Linked DNA regions of Mus musculus: region 1 is linked to region 2. Evidence: chromatin contacts called from public HiChIP or PLAC-seq data. All regions are on one chromosome and are shown on one strand. The core of a region is the stretch at or near the end of the contact, and the rest is flanking DNA. Distances in the headings are between cores, read along the strand shown. Region 1 overlaps Tcf7 (transcription factor 7, T cell specific). Region 2 has its middle 19 kb from the start of Gm26061.

Evidence for each region. HiChIP or PLAC-seq counts read pairs in DNA pulled down with a chosen protein or histone mark.
Region 1: a FOXA1 HiChIP or PLAC-seq map of pancreatic cancer cells shows a contact between it and region 2. The contact joins two enhancer-like sites. A contact is called at or near these places in 1 of 115 datasets of contacts at active chromatin or transcription factors (pancreatic cancer cells) and 1 of 9 other capture datasets (pancreatic islet).

The regions. Positions count from the first base shown.
Region 1 is chr11:52,258,002-52,265,070 of GRCm38.p6, reverse strand. It overlaps Tcf7 (transcription factor 7, T cell specific), which reads left to right. Exons shown (of 11, transcript NM_001313981.1): 4 at 3,447-3,558; 5 at 4,450-4,540; 6 at 6,126-6,218. Among named protein-coding and RNA genes, the nearest start is that of Tcf7, 21 kb to the left of the region's middle. Within about 2 kb of position 2,915, at least 60 of the 459 cell types and tissues checked have an H3K27ac peak or open chromatin away from gene starts, as enhancers often do. A contact at or near this core is called in pancreatic cancer cells, where this site is marked.
Region 2 is chr11:51,942,467-51,949,082 of GRCm38.p6, reverse strand. No RefSeq gene overlaps it. Among named protein-coding and RNA genes, the nearest start is that of Gm26061, 19 kb to the left of the region's middle. Within about 2 kb of position 3,307, at least 66 of the 459 cell types and tissues checked have an H3K27ac peak or open chromatin away from gene starts, as enhancers often do. A contact at or near this core is called in pancreatic cancer cells, where this site is marked.

The DNA of each region.
Region 1 (7,069 bases), core at 1,666-4,165, 320 kb before region 2:
GTTGTCTGGGAAGTCTGGCGCTGAGACAGTCTTGTACTGAAGCCCTGGAGCGGGACGTTCTGCTGGCCTAAGGGGGCAAGGAGCCTTGTGGCAGACGGTTCCCCCTGGCTAGCAGCAGGGCGAGGAGGCAGACTATGTGAGCTTGGGAAGAACTAGCCAGGACCTCTAGCTGCTGCTGGGTTCTGTGCCCCACCCAGTACTTCTGTGGTCTGTCTGCAGACTTCTGATTAATAAGGCTTTCCCCCCAAAACCAGGAAACACAGGTAGGCAGTACAGGCCCATCATCCCCAGGACCCCCAACTGCTACACACACACACACACACACACACACACACAGAGAGAGAGAGAGAGAGAGAGAGAGAGAGAGAGAGAGAGAGAGAGAAAGAAGGCAGGAGTCACACACAAACAAACACTGTAGGCAGGAGTTGTAAGCTGAGCTGGTTTTCTGAGGCGTCTTCAGGCCAGCCGGAGCTGCACTGTACCCTGGGGCTCAGGAGGCAAAGCTGGGCTTGGGGGCTTTAGGCAGTATGAGGGGTGCAGTGCGGTGAGGTCCGAGTTGCCACCAGGCTGCTTGCTACCTGCCACTGTCTTGGAATCTGTGAGGATGAAAAAGACCTTAAAGATTGTCAGGAAGCTTCCTGTCATAAAGGGCCTTAGCAGGTGCTCCTCAAAATTAGGACAAAGCTTGGTTTAAGACTGATAGGTGGGAGCCAGGCGGTGGTGGTTCACGCCTTTAGTCCCAGCACTAGGCAGAGGCAGGCGGATTTCTGAGTTCAAGGCCAGCCTGGTCTTACAGAGTGAGTTTCAGGACAGCCAGGACTATACAGAGAGACCCTGTCTTGAAAAACAAACAAACAAAAGACTGATAGGTGGGCAGGTTGTCACTCGATCCCAGGAGTTGAGAGAGGCTGCCCAGGATCTTGGCGTGCCAGGACCAGGAAATGGTCAGCACGCCTGGAGCTTCCAGGCTCCCTTCACACCATCGTATACCTCAAAACTTAACCAGTGGGACTCCTGGACACTGTAGGTGATGCTGTCGCTAGGGAGCTGGGGGTGGTCACACAGCTCTCACCAGGTAAGGAGACAGCCAGGGTGGCTTTAAGCAGTGGTGTGATCTCTGTGTCTGCTGGAACCTGGCTAGAATGCAGCTCTCTGCTCTAAAATGGCTCAGTGCTCCAGGTGAGAGTGGTGGCTCAGCCTGGTTGAGAAGGAGATAGGAAGTGGTTAGAGTTTAGACTTTGAAGGCGGACCATTAGAATCCGCTGAGAAACTGGACATGGCGTCAATGTCAGGAACCACTTGAATGTTGTCTGCTCTGAACTGTCGTTCAATTAATGGAAGAATGGAGCTGCCGGTAACTGAGGAAGTCCACAGCACACCGCAGAGTCGAAGGCTGTGATTTGAGGAAGGATACAGCTCAGTAGTAGAACACTTATGTGAGTGTCCAGCTTGGAGACATTTTAGGCCTGGAGTTGAGTAGGTATTTGGAGAGTAGAGTTCCTGGCAAAATGTGGTGTCAGGTAAGCATTGTAATATGTAATACACACCTTTAATTCTGGCACTCAAGGGGCAGAAACAGGCAGATCTCTGTTGGAGGCTCACCTGATTTTGATCTACAGAGTGACTTTCAGGACAGCCAGGGTTACATAGAAAGCAGCAGTCTCAGAAAAAAAGAAAAGAGAGTGTGGGGTCAGGAGATAGATACTGTTCTCTTTCTTGTTCAGATTGTATTTGTAATTGTGTGTGTGTGTGTGTGTGTGTGTGTGTGTTGTGGAGGCTGTCACATTTCCTGCAGCTCTAGTTACAGGCTGACATGTGCGTATAACCAGCCTCCAGCCTGAAGATGTTACAGCTGTACCCATGTGGATGGGAGAATCGACTCCAGGACTAAAGGAAGAGTGGCCTCTAAGGCTGGAGGGAAGTGAAGCAATTGGGTATTCTGAAAGTCATGTGACGGAACCTGGTTTCAAGGAAGAGAGGAGGAATCCGTTTCTTACGAGAGCACAGGGTTGGGGACATGGTGACTGACCTTGGCATTTTGGAAGTCATTGAGGATGCTAACAGGTCTTTTTGGGGCAAGAGACAGGCTAGGCCGAGGGGAGACTGAGAGCTGAGATCTGGAGTCACTGAACGAGGCTGGACCTACTAAGGGTTCTGTGGAGGGAAGAGTCATGAGGTGGTAGGTGGGAGACAGATCACAGACAGAGAGACAACAGCCTGTTTGTGCACTAGTGGCATGTGCCTGACATGTGTCCATGCATCTCACAGTTAGTCTCTCCTCCCATAGTGGACAGACATACTATGTAGCTCTGGATGCTGCTGGCTTGGAACTATGCAGACCAAGCTGGCCTTGAATTCAGAGATGCACTTGCCTCTGCCTCCTGAGCCTGGGATTTAAGGGGAGCACCAACATGTCCAGCTTCAGACGTCAACTCTTGTTATTTAAGACGTGGTGGCCTGAGATAGCCCAAGACTTGAGGGGAAGGTGCAGCTGCCTGCTGGAGGTAGGAATGCAGGGAACGATGGTAGGCCGGGATGTCTGTGGTCTACTAGAGCTGTGCCCAGCTAGAGGCCTCATGCCCACCCAGCTCTCCCTCTGGCTTTACCCCGGAGCCGCAGTAGCCTGGATCTGTGCTAGGCCATTGCCTTCCAGAAGACACCCGCAATCTGAGGGTTGTTCCGCGAAATGCCTGCAGCCAACTCGTCTGCTTTATTTCTCCTAGGCGTCCTCTTTACTGTCTTGTTCCAAGATGTCTCATTTCTTCCCTTTTTGCCGTGGTGAGCAGTCACTCAGTCCTGTGTGCTCTCAGCCAACAGCGTTTCAACAGACAAGTTTGTCTGGGTGGAAGCTGAGCCCCTGTTGTAGATATCCACAGACCTCTGGCCTGCAAGGGCATGCACACCAGGCCTGGCAGCGACTCCTTGTGGCTGAGCTGGGAGCTCTCTCGGCCTGCTGAGTCATCTCTTGACATAGAACCATTTGACTGTGAAAAGTAAGAGTCTTGCAGTGCTAAGGAAACCAGAAGAATGATATCTGGACAGACTGTCCCTGGAGGGAGCCAGGTACCTCCTGACCTCACCCAAGTCAGGGGTCAAAGAAGGTTCCTGCTCCGAGCCACACATGCTGTGGGAGCTCAGGTGGGACAGTCTGGGAGCTGTGGAAGGAAAAGGCTGCAGACAGCCATTGGGCTTCCTAGAAAGGAGGTGAGGGAGGGCTTCCAGACAGGAGAGACACCCAGTGGGACTGCATAGTCAATCTGCAAGATTGGGAGGCAGGAAAACAGTGCCACAGGACACGAGGAGTATAGAGTGCCCTCTTCCCATAAGCTTGTGATGTTTGGCTGCTAGGATGACCACAGAGCTTCCTGAAGTTCTGCATGCCCCTACCTTTGCATCCCCCTGCCCCAGAACACTCCATGTTCACCAGACTTCTGGTCATTTTCCAGCATAACAAGCCCGGCCAGCCTCCACATGGCGTCCCCCAGCTTTCTCCACTCTACGAACATTTCAGCAGTCCACACCCCACCCCTGCACCAGCGGACATCAGCCAGAAGCAAGGTATGGGCCAAGGATGGGAGAATGCCATTGAGGTGGGAACTTAGGGTCCAAGCTCCTGGCTTCTGAAGCCACATAGGCTGGCCTGCATTTTATAACAGACAAAGCTGGGACTTTGCAAACCCAGTGCCCAAGGAAAAGGTCAGAAAGGTACCAGGTGGAGAAGGCAGAGCCAAGAGGATTGGAAGTTTGAAGCCAGCCTGGGCTACACAAGAGTTCCAGACAAGCCTGGGCTACAAAACAAGATCCTGCCCTGGAGGGTTTTTTTAAAAAGTCAGAAAGGCACAAGCCTGAGGGCAGAGGAGGAAGAACCAATCAGAACGTGAGGCTGCTGGCTCTGCACTGCTGCAGCTGTAAACCTCATGGCCTTTCCCCCTAGTGAGAAAATGGAAAGTGGTGGTGGTGATGGCTGATTCACCTCAGCCTCAGCCAAAGTCATTCTGAAATCCACCATTATCAGCTGTGGGAAACCTGCTGACTCAACCCTGGGGCTGGGTGGAACCCTGCCTCCTCAGGTCAGGTTCTTCTAGGCTAGGGGCTGCCTTCTACCCAAAGAGCCAGGCAAGAGTCCTAAGCAGAGGCTCCCGAGGCCGAACAGCAGTGCATCAGGAGCCAGTGAGGCTTGACCGCTCAGTCCTTCCTTCCGAAGCTTTGCCTCTGTCCAGGCAGTGTCCTAAGGCAAGTCACTCAGCACCTCTGTCCTTGCTTTCTTTGTTTGTCAGAAGGGCATTGTTTCTACCCTAGGGTGGTTCTAAACAAACCAGCTGATATCTGGGCCTCTAGTAAAAGGAAGCGGGGGACATTAGAGGCCTCTATAGAAGGTGCAGATAGTCACTATTCCAACCTCCCACCCAGGTCAGGGTAACGTGCTTACTTTGCCCCTTTCCACTACAGGAGTTCACAGGCCGCTGCAGACCCCCGATCTCTCTGGATTTTATTCTCTGACCTCAGGCAGCATGGGACAGCTCCCCCATACTGTGAGCTGGTAAGTGTGGGCCCAGAGAAAAAGGGGCACTGTACCTGCCCTTCCGTGCTCCTCCTCTACCCAGCTCGTTGAGACCCGAGCTGCCAGCTCTGTGGCCAGCAGCTTTTGCCTTACCTAGCTCTGAGCTAGCCAGCGATCCTTGCGACTGTGAGCATTCCCCTGGGAGCTTGACATACTTCCTTTAGGGAGGTAGGAATGCTGGCTGCTGGTCTCAGCCCTATGCAGTTAATTCTCCAGGTGAGGAGGCTCAGCTGGACCTGTGCAGGGTGGGAGTGTAAACCACCACCAACGGAGAGGCTCCTGCTGCTCACAGCTGCCTGCTAGGCAGGCAGGTAACTCCCTGGTGTCCTGTGTGTTGCCAGTCCGTCCCAGCCTTGGTGGAGCTCTATGAAGAATGGTCCTTCCTGGTCTCTGGTGCTTGCTTGAGCCATACTTGTGACCAACCTACTGGAAGGGTCTACTAAGGCTGGACCAGGCCTATTGGCCAGAGTCTGTTCTCAGCTGGAATTGGGTCTCAACAGGCCACTGGCCTGCCTTTTGCTCACTGGCCACAGTGTGTCCTGAGCAGGTCTCTAACCAGCAGCAGGAAAGACGGTCTTCCCAAGAAGGCAGTGAAGGGCAGACCTTCAGCCTGGGCCTACCTGCCCTGTTCTACCTGCTTCTTATCCATGATCAGCACACTCCTCCATTTCCAGATTGTACATGTGCTGCCGAAGCAAGCACCTTCCAGAATGTTTGGGACAAGAGTTCTGTTCTGAGTACAAGTCAGCCTATCCCAGTAGCAAGGTGGGACTCAGCGTTCAGCCTAATGGTGCCAGGCCAGTGCTCTGAACAGGCAACTGTTTGGACAGCCTATTAGGCCTTAGGCCTGCAGCTCCAAAGACCAGGAAATCCGAGCCAACTGAGCCCCCAGAGAAAGGTAGCTCTATGCTCTTAGCTGCTGCCAGGTGAGACGTGGAGCATTCTCACTCTGCACTGAGCGAGCCCTGTATGTGCTGGCAAGGAATGTGTGTGCCAGAGAAACTCTGCTGGAGCTGATTGTGACTTTAGATCTCTGCTCTTTCAAAGCAAAGTCTACCCAGTGGACAAACAGGCAAGAAGCCAGGAGTTAGGATGCACTGTTAACACTGTCTTGGTTTGGAACTGTAGGAGCCCAGAGAGACACCTCATCTACTTGGGTCCCCTGGGCTTTTGAGTTGAAGTAGGGGCTGTGAAGAGATGGCTCAGCAGTTAAAGAGAACTGGCTGTTCTTCTAGAGGACCTAGGGTTTGGTTCCTAGCACCCATGTGGTGGAGTCAGTCCCTTCTTCGGAGCTCCTGGATACCAGACATGCATGTGGTGCACAGACGTACATGCAGGCCAAACATTCATGCACATTAGAAAATGGTAAAACTTAAGAGCTGGAGCAATTGGGACCGAAGAGCAATCCAGGCAGTGCAGTAGAAAGCATACAGATCTCACTTCTGAGAGAAGGCTGCCAGGTGCATGCAGCACTATGTCCGAGTCCCACCACACAAGGTGCAGACGTCCTTCCTCATGTCTGGCTAGCAGTCAGACGGCTAACAGCTGTCTCTCCCAACCACAGGCCCAGTCCTCCTCTCTACCCCCTGTCCCCTTCCTGCGGATATAGACAGCACTTCCCTGCCCCCACTGCAGCCCCTGGCGCCCCCTATCCCAGGTGAGTCCCCATCCCTGCAGCCAGGCTCCTGCTTCCTGTTGCCCAGGCTTCAATGCCCACACAGGGCTGTGTTCAGGACAGTGCTTACCCTGTGTTAGTTGTCTGTCCATCTGTCTGTCTGTAACTTTGGAGTCCCATGCTGTTCTGTGCCTGAGGATTCAACTAGAAGTCTCAGCCTAAGACACTGGGCAGAGCATCCCAGAGCAGCCAAGACAGCAATGTGTATGTGGTTAATTCAGCTCTACTGCTCACCCTTGCTAGGGCATCCTTTGAGCTCTGCCCAAGCCAAGGCAGTACCTTTTAGATAGTGCTGTCTCCTAGGGCATGCCTGCTCAGGATTCTTAGATCTCTGCAAGCAGCAAAGGACAGAGTAGTCTCCACACACTCGCAGGGAAGAGGGGTTGGGGGTGAGGATGTATATATGTGCCCCTTCCTTTAGCTCATTAGTGACAGACATAGCACTAGACATGTCATGATTAGGAGTTAGAGATACAGGAACAGCAGCAGAATGGGTCAGCTGGGCTAAAGACAAGCCTTAAGGAGACTCCAATAGGCATGATGGGTCAGAGAGGATTGTGGGTAGCGACTCCTGAAAAAGGTAAACCGAGAAGCTGGAGCTGGCTGGGGGATGGGGAGATGATTGTGACAGGGAAGTAGGAAATTGGGGAGGAATGTAGTAGGGGTGCAGGAAGCAGGCTGAGTTTTATTCCATTGTGTATAGCAGGAGAACTTGAGCTGGGGTGAGCCAGAAGCAGTCTTTTAAAAGTCAGTCTGTTGTGAGAGGGGAGCATGGAGGACTGCTGTGGAGAGCAAACAGGTCCATGGGTAGCTTATGAAGCTCCAAGCTTGTT
Region 2 (6,616 bases), core at 2,058-4,557:
ACATCTTTGCCTCCATCTCCTTGTCTATTCTCAAAAAATCATGTGATTTAGTCCTCATTTGATCCTCCATGATGGCTTTTTAGTATGGTTTGGGGCCAGAACAGTCAGAGTCACAGGGCACACTTGTGTTAAATTTAATTGAAAGCTTCTCCCTTCCTTCCTTCTTTCCTTCCTTCCTTCCTTCCTTCCTTCCTTCCTTCCTTTCTTTCTTTCTCTCTCTTTTTCTTTTTTTTTTTAACAAGGTTTCATGTAGCCCAAGATGACCTCAGACTACCTTAAGTAGCCCAGGATAACCTTGACCTTCCTGTCCTCTTGCATCCATCTCCAGAGTATCAGGATTACAGACCTGAACCGCTGCCTAGTTTATGAGGTGCTGGGAATGCAGCCCTGGGCTTCATGCTGAGGACCCGCTGAGCCATATCCCTGCTTCTCAGCCAGAACTTCTTCAACCTCAGTTTGCACTCACATCAAGGCCATCATTGCCAGGCCCTGCTGGGCAATAACTCTCCTTACAGTCAGCAAAGCTCTTCTTTTCTCTTCTCTCCTTTCCCTCTCCCTTTCCCTCTCCCTCTCCCTCTCCCTCTCCCTCTCCCTCCCCCTCCCCCCTCCCCTCCCCCTCCCCCTCCCTCTCTCTCTCTCTCCCCCCCCCAGGAGAGTCTCACTATGTAGCCCACTGTCCTGGAACTCACTCTGTAGACCAGGCTGGCCTCAATCTCACAGAGATCCACCTGCCTCTGCTTCCTGAGTGCTAGGATTAAATGCTCACACCACCACACCCATCCTGAGTGCTGGGATTAAGTGCTCACACCACCACATCTATCCTGTAGCAAAGCTTTCCTCTGATTCATCCGAGCAGATGTTTTCTTCTGGGCAGAGTGCAGACACTCACGGCATTACTGACAGCATTAGTAAAGCACACGGCCTTCTGGACAACAGCAACAAAGCCCAACAGCGGCTTCCACCTGGGAAGAGGAGGAACAGAAACCTTGAGAAGGGCTTGGGGATGGGAGTAAGGAGAAGACCCAGGTCCTGTAGAGTCCCTTCCAGGTCCCTGCTCCCATGCCTTGTCTGCCACCGGAGTCCCTTTGGTCACTTGACTCTAGAATTATATAGAACTTTTTTTTTTCTATTTTTGACGGGGTCTTGTTCTTCAGCTAGGTTGACTTTGAACTCTCTGTACGTGTAGGTAGGCCATACTGGCCTGGAATTCCAAGTCTTTCTACCTCAGGCTCCCCAGCGATGACATCATCCCAGGCACGCTGTGCTCAGCACAAGGGCGTTTCATCAGTTGTTCCTTACACCTTGTGCTGAGGGCTCAGAGTTTCAGGAACACCGTTGCCTTGTGTGCCATGGTGTCTACTGCAGTTTGGAGCCTAGAGAAGAAGAGGAGGGAGAGGAGCACTGGGAAAGGAGGCCAACATGCAGAGCCCAGCTCAGGGCACTTGCTGGAGAGCAAGCGAAGCCAATGTCAAGGCTACAACAATGGCTTCAGTTTCCTGCAGGCAACAGCGAGTGACCCAAGGCTTTTGACAAAGCAGTCTGTGCTTCAAGAAAGTTCTCCTGGGCCAGATGCTGGGTTCAGATGGCCGAGACTGAATTGGGTGGGGCAATTAGATAAAGGGGCTCCCTAACTAGGCAGTTCACAGGGCTACTTTTTTTGTCGTTTTGTTTTGTTTCTGAGACGGGGTTCCATGGAACTCTGGCTGTCATGGAACTTGCTCTGTAGACTAGGCTGGCCTTGAACTCAGAGATCTGACTGCTTCTACCTAGGATTAAAGGTATGCACCACCACCACCAGATGCTCACGGGGCTTTTAAAGATCCAGATCATGGGGCAGGGGAGAGGTAGCTCAGCTGGCAAAGTGTTTGCTGAGAGCAAGCATGGGGAGCCCTGGGGAGTCTGATTTCTAATATCCATGTGAGAAAAGCCAGGTGTGTTGGTTGGTGGATGCTTATAAAGCGTAGGGAGGTAGAGTTAAGAGGATCCCTGGGGCTCCTGGCCTAACCAGCGGACCCAGAGAGAGAAGCTATCACAAAAACACAAGGTGGGTGGTTCCTAAGAATGACACCCCCCCACACACACAGGTACACACATGCATGTGCACCTGCATGCACTAATGTGTGCCCTGATGTCAGTACATGCACACACACACACACACACTCACACGTTTGAGACAAGGTCTCACAATGTTGCCTTGGCTGACCTGGAACTTGCTTTGTGGTCTCTAACTCATGCAGACCAGGTTAGTCCTAACTAATAGAGCTCTGTCTGTGTCTCCCGAGGTGCATACCACCACATCTGCCTGGTGCTCCTTTGAGATTTTCTTACAGGTGGTCTGGAGGTGAGACTAGGAATCTGCATTTTTGAAACATCTCATTTCAAATACAGGGACTGACTCTGGAAGGGAAAACGGGTGCCTTTCCTGTGCGAGGAGGTAGGAGAAAATCATATGTGGGATAAGATGATGGGGAGAGACATTGAGGAGGGTGACAAAGGGGACCTCGAATCTGTGGGCACCTTTCCCACTCATTGTCAAGAGTGTCTAGAGCTGAAAAAGGAGCCTATAGTTCGGCTCTCTGGAGTTCCTTACACACAGTCCTCATCCCCAGGAGGTAGTGAGGGTGGAGGCTCACAGCTCACACTCTGCAGTGCAGCAGCTGGATTGCAATGCTTGTCTGTGTGTGAGCGAGCGAGTCACCTGTACCAACAGCAGACTCCTCCCCACACAATGCAAAGTCTCCAAGCTGTTAGCTTCATCTGGCTTTTGCGAGGATACCATGCAATGCCACACTGGAGGCTGGGCACTGTGCCTGACCCATCGAGCATCCTACATGGGAGTGCTAGGCGTAATTCTGAGAAATGTGTCATGGCAGAAGCCAGAGATCCATGTCTATGTTGTTCAGCACTAGGAGACAAGTCTCAGGAAAGCAGAAAGCACCAACCCTTTCACTTGTTCTCCACCTGTGCAGCTTTCCCTAGGTGTAAGTTTGGTGACTCCTCTGCCTTTGATTTCTAGGACTTGAAGAGAAATGACAATCCCTTGCTGCTGCATGTAATTGGTGAGAAGCACACAGACCTGGAATTATAATTATGACGTTTTAAATGCCAAGCTCTTCAGAAGTCTGACTTTGCCCTTGCTGTCACCCTGAACCCAAACCCTGCCTCCCACACCCTGAGCATGCCCCCGAGTCTCTCGGCCAAGCTTCACCTGGGAAATCTGAGTGACAGGTGACATGCAGGCAGCTGGAAGACGCACAGTAAACGGAGCCTACGATGAGCTCAGAAGAGGTGAGTTGATGATCTGCTATTTATAGCCCCACTAAGAGGCTCTGGCCGCCAGCTCCATGTGAGGCTGGGTGGAAATGATGCCTTAGCAGGCTGAGAGCACAAAATGAAATTGGTGATTCATGGGCAGCCGCCAGTTGAAATACAAACAGGCTCCTGCTTCTCCAGCTGCCCCCACCCCCACCCCCATTCTTTCACACCCATCGGGAGTTCTGAGAATGGTTGCAAGCCTGCTACAACCTAGGCTGCCTGTGTCAGCCTCTGCAGACAGTACTGGGATGGCTCTGCTGACCTCAGCCCCATCCCCTCCTAAGGCTGGGGCTAGAACCTGGATCTAAATTAAGAGGTCATCTGAGAAGGACAAGGCAAGGAAAACAGACAGAAAGGCTCCTGTCTGCTGTCCCCTCAGGTGACACAGACTACAGAGCAGCTTCTGTAGACCCCTGTAAATGTGGAATGTGCACACATGTTCTCCAGTTCCACAGCCCAGAGCCTGTCACCTGAAATAGCTGTTGTTTACTGCCCTTGGTGATATCTCCCTCCCAAGCCAATGTTCTCCAGGAGCCCCTCTCACTACTTCTCTTATCCAAGGTGAGGCTGCTTTGGAGGACTCTCCTTCCCCTGCAGCCAAGATAGCATTCAAAGGACCAGGATAAGGAGTCACAAACCAAACCCAGAAGGCAGATGGATCACCCCAGAGCTAGGAAAGGAAGGCTGGACTTGTGGAGTTCAGCTCTCTGGAGGCTGAAGCCAGAGAAGCACCATGCTTTCCAGGTCAACCTGGGCTGGAGTGAGACCATGCTTCAAAGAAAAGTTGGAGGGTTAGAGAGATGGATCAGCAGTTAAGAGCACTCGCTGTTCACCCAGGCGGTCTGATTTCAATTCCCAGAATCCACAGGGCAGCTCAGAACCATCCACAGTTCCAGGTGACTGCTGACCTCCACAGGCAGGAGGATCTCTGAATTCAAGGCCAGCCTGGACAATAAGCAACCCTCCCCCCCCCCCAAAAAAAAAACCCAAAAATTAAAAAGAAAGAAAAAATAAAAAATAGACTTGAACAACTAGACTTTTGAGTATTTATAATTTTTGTTGATTGTATCTACAAGGTGAAAGTAAATTCTTTTTTTTCCTTTTCACTCTTGTTGTTGTTGTTGTTCTCCTCCTCCTTTCTTTTCTTTTTTCTTTTTTTTTTTTTTTTTGTGATTTGAGACAGAATTTTCCTGTATATCTCTGGCTGTCCTGGAACTTGTTTTGTAAACCAGGCTGGCTGGCTTTGGACTCAGAGACCTGCCTGCCTGCCTGAGTATTATGACTAAAGACGTCACCATTGCTGAGCTCTAACTTTTCTTTAGAAAAAAAAAAAAAAAAAAAAAAACCCATTCTATTCCAACTACCCAGAAAGCTGAGGTTGGAAGATCACAAGTTCAAGGCCAGACTGGGCAAGTTAATGTGATTCTGTCAGTTTCTTCATGGAGACACTGGGAACCATGGGAAACCTATCGTATGGGGGTGTGATAAAGAGAAAACGAGGCAACATCTGGGGTTGGTGTGACAGCCCCATGGGAAGAGCACTGGCCATACAGACATGAGGCTCTGAGTGTGAATCCTCAGGACCCCGATTAAAAACTGGGGTGATTGCATGTGCCTGTAACCCAGAGCTATGAGGCGAGGGGGGGGGAGGGAGGGAGGAAGGGAGGGAGGGAGAGGTTTATGGGACCTGCTGGCTGTTGGTATTACTGAAAAGAATAAGCTACAGGTTCAGTGGGAGAGCCAGTCTCAAGCTAGAGAATGATCAAATAAGGTACCTGATGCTGTCCTGTGTGTCCTGTGCGCACGCGCACGCACACACGCACACACGCGCACACACACACACACACACATAAACACATACACACACACACTCATACAGACATCCACACAGAGACACATACATTAACATTTGTGAGCTGGGATTGTCTAGCACAGGGTCAGGCTTTGTCATGATGAAATCCTAAGGCTTCAGCAGAGACCTGAGCTCTATGCCAGGCTATCCGACATACTGGCCCTTTCTTGGTATGTCCTTGGCTTTGCATAGGAACCAAGTCCCTCAGGGCCGTTCTCTTATCTGGGGCTGGCAACCTGACTCTTCTGTTCCCCTGGGACCTGGGTAGCTTCTACTGTTCCCACGAGGCTTCCAGGGGCTCCCTGAGTTCTGTAGGCAACACAACAGCAGGCAGCAGAGGACCTGCAGAGTGGCAGGAGAAGTCCACCCCACCTCTAGCTGGGTACACAGCACGAACTGCTGATTCACGGACGCTCGTGAGGCCCGGGCTGCATGTACATCCTCTCATCTCCAGCTGTCGGCCGAAGCGTAATTGTAGCTGTCACTTTGGCAGCAAGATGCTGTGATGTGTCCTAATACAACTGCCTCTGCTCCACAGCTCCTGCGAGGTGGGAGGGATCTGCAGCTGCTCCCATGGAGAGCTGGAAATCAATCTGCATGAGATTTGTCCAGGTGCAGTCCCAGGGGCAGTGCGAGCCCCCAGGGAGAGGCCCTGTGCTTGAACCAGCTGGGCGCTGCCTGCGTCAGCATCTTCCGTAATGCGGTCCTGATGGCATCCATTAATGAGAGACAGGCTGCCATTGGAGGGAGGCATTTTTTGGCAACTCTGAGAAGCTGGAAAGCAGCCTTTAGACAATGCATGAGTTGGACTCCAGGGTGAATGGATAGTTAGACAGTGGTGGAGGGAGATAGCGCCAGAGACATAGCTGGGACCAAATTGAGAGGCAAGGAAGCTGAGGGCCAGACCTGCAGCTTGGACTGAATCCTGGAAGCAATTGAGAGTCTCTGGGGGCCTTATAGGAGGGAGTGAAGTGGTCAGATGATGTGGGGCGGGGGTGGGGGGAGGTCTGAGCATCTTTGGGAGTGTCTGTGAGTACAAGATTCACCCTCCACACACATTTGGCAGGAAAAAGCTCATTCCTCTCTGGAGCACCGTTCCCCGACTTAGGAGGTGATGGAGGCTCTGTGCTTGGTGGGCCATTGCAGCAGGGATCTGGCCTCATGCCAGCAGAGAGAACAGGCCAGCAAGGGGAAGCTCTGGGCCCATACCTTCTTTCTTTCCTGTCTGCTTTGACCAGGAGGAGTTTGGGAACAAAGTATCTACGTTCAGAGATTCCAAATGTGGGTAGGGGCTGCAAGACACAAAGGTGGAGAGAGGAGTCTGGGGCTGTGGATGGTCTCACTGCTGTGGGTAGAGCTAACTTCTCAAGTTGCTACCCACAAGGAAAACAGCGGAGGGGTTGGGGATATGGTTGGTAGGATTCTTAGCTATCATGAAGCCCCGCACAA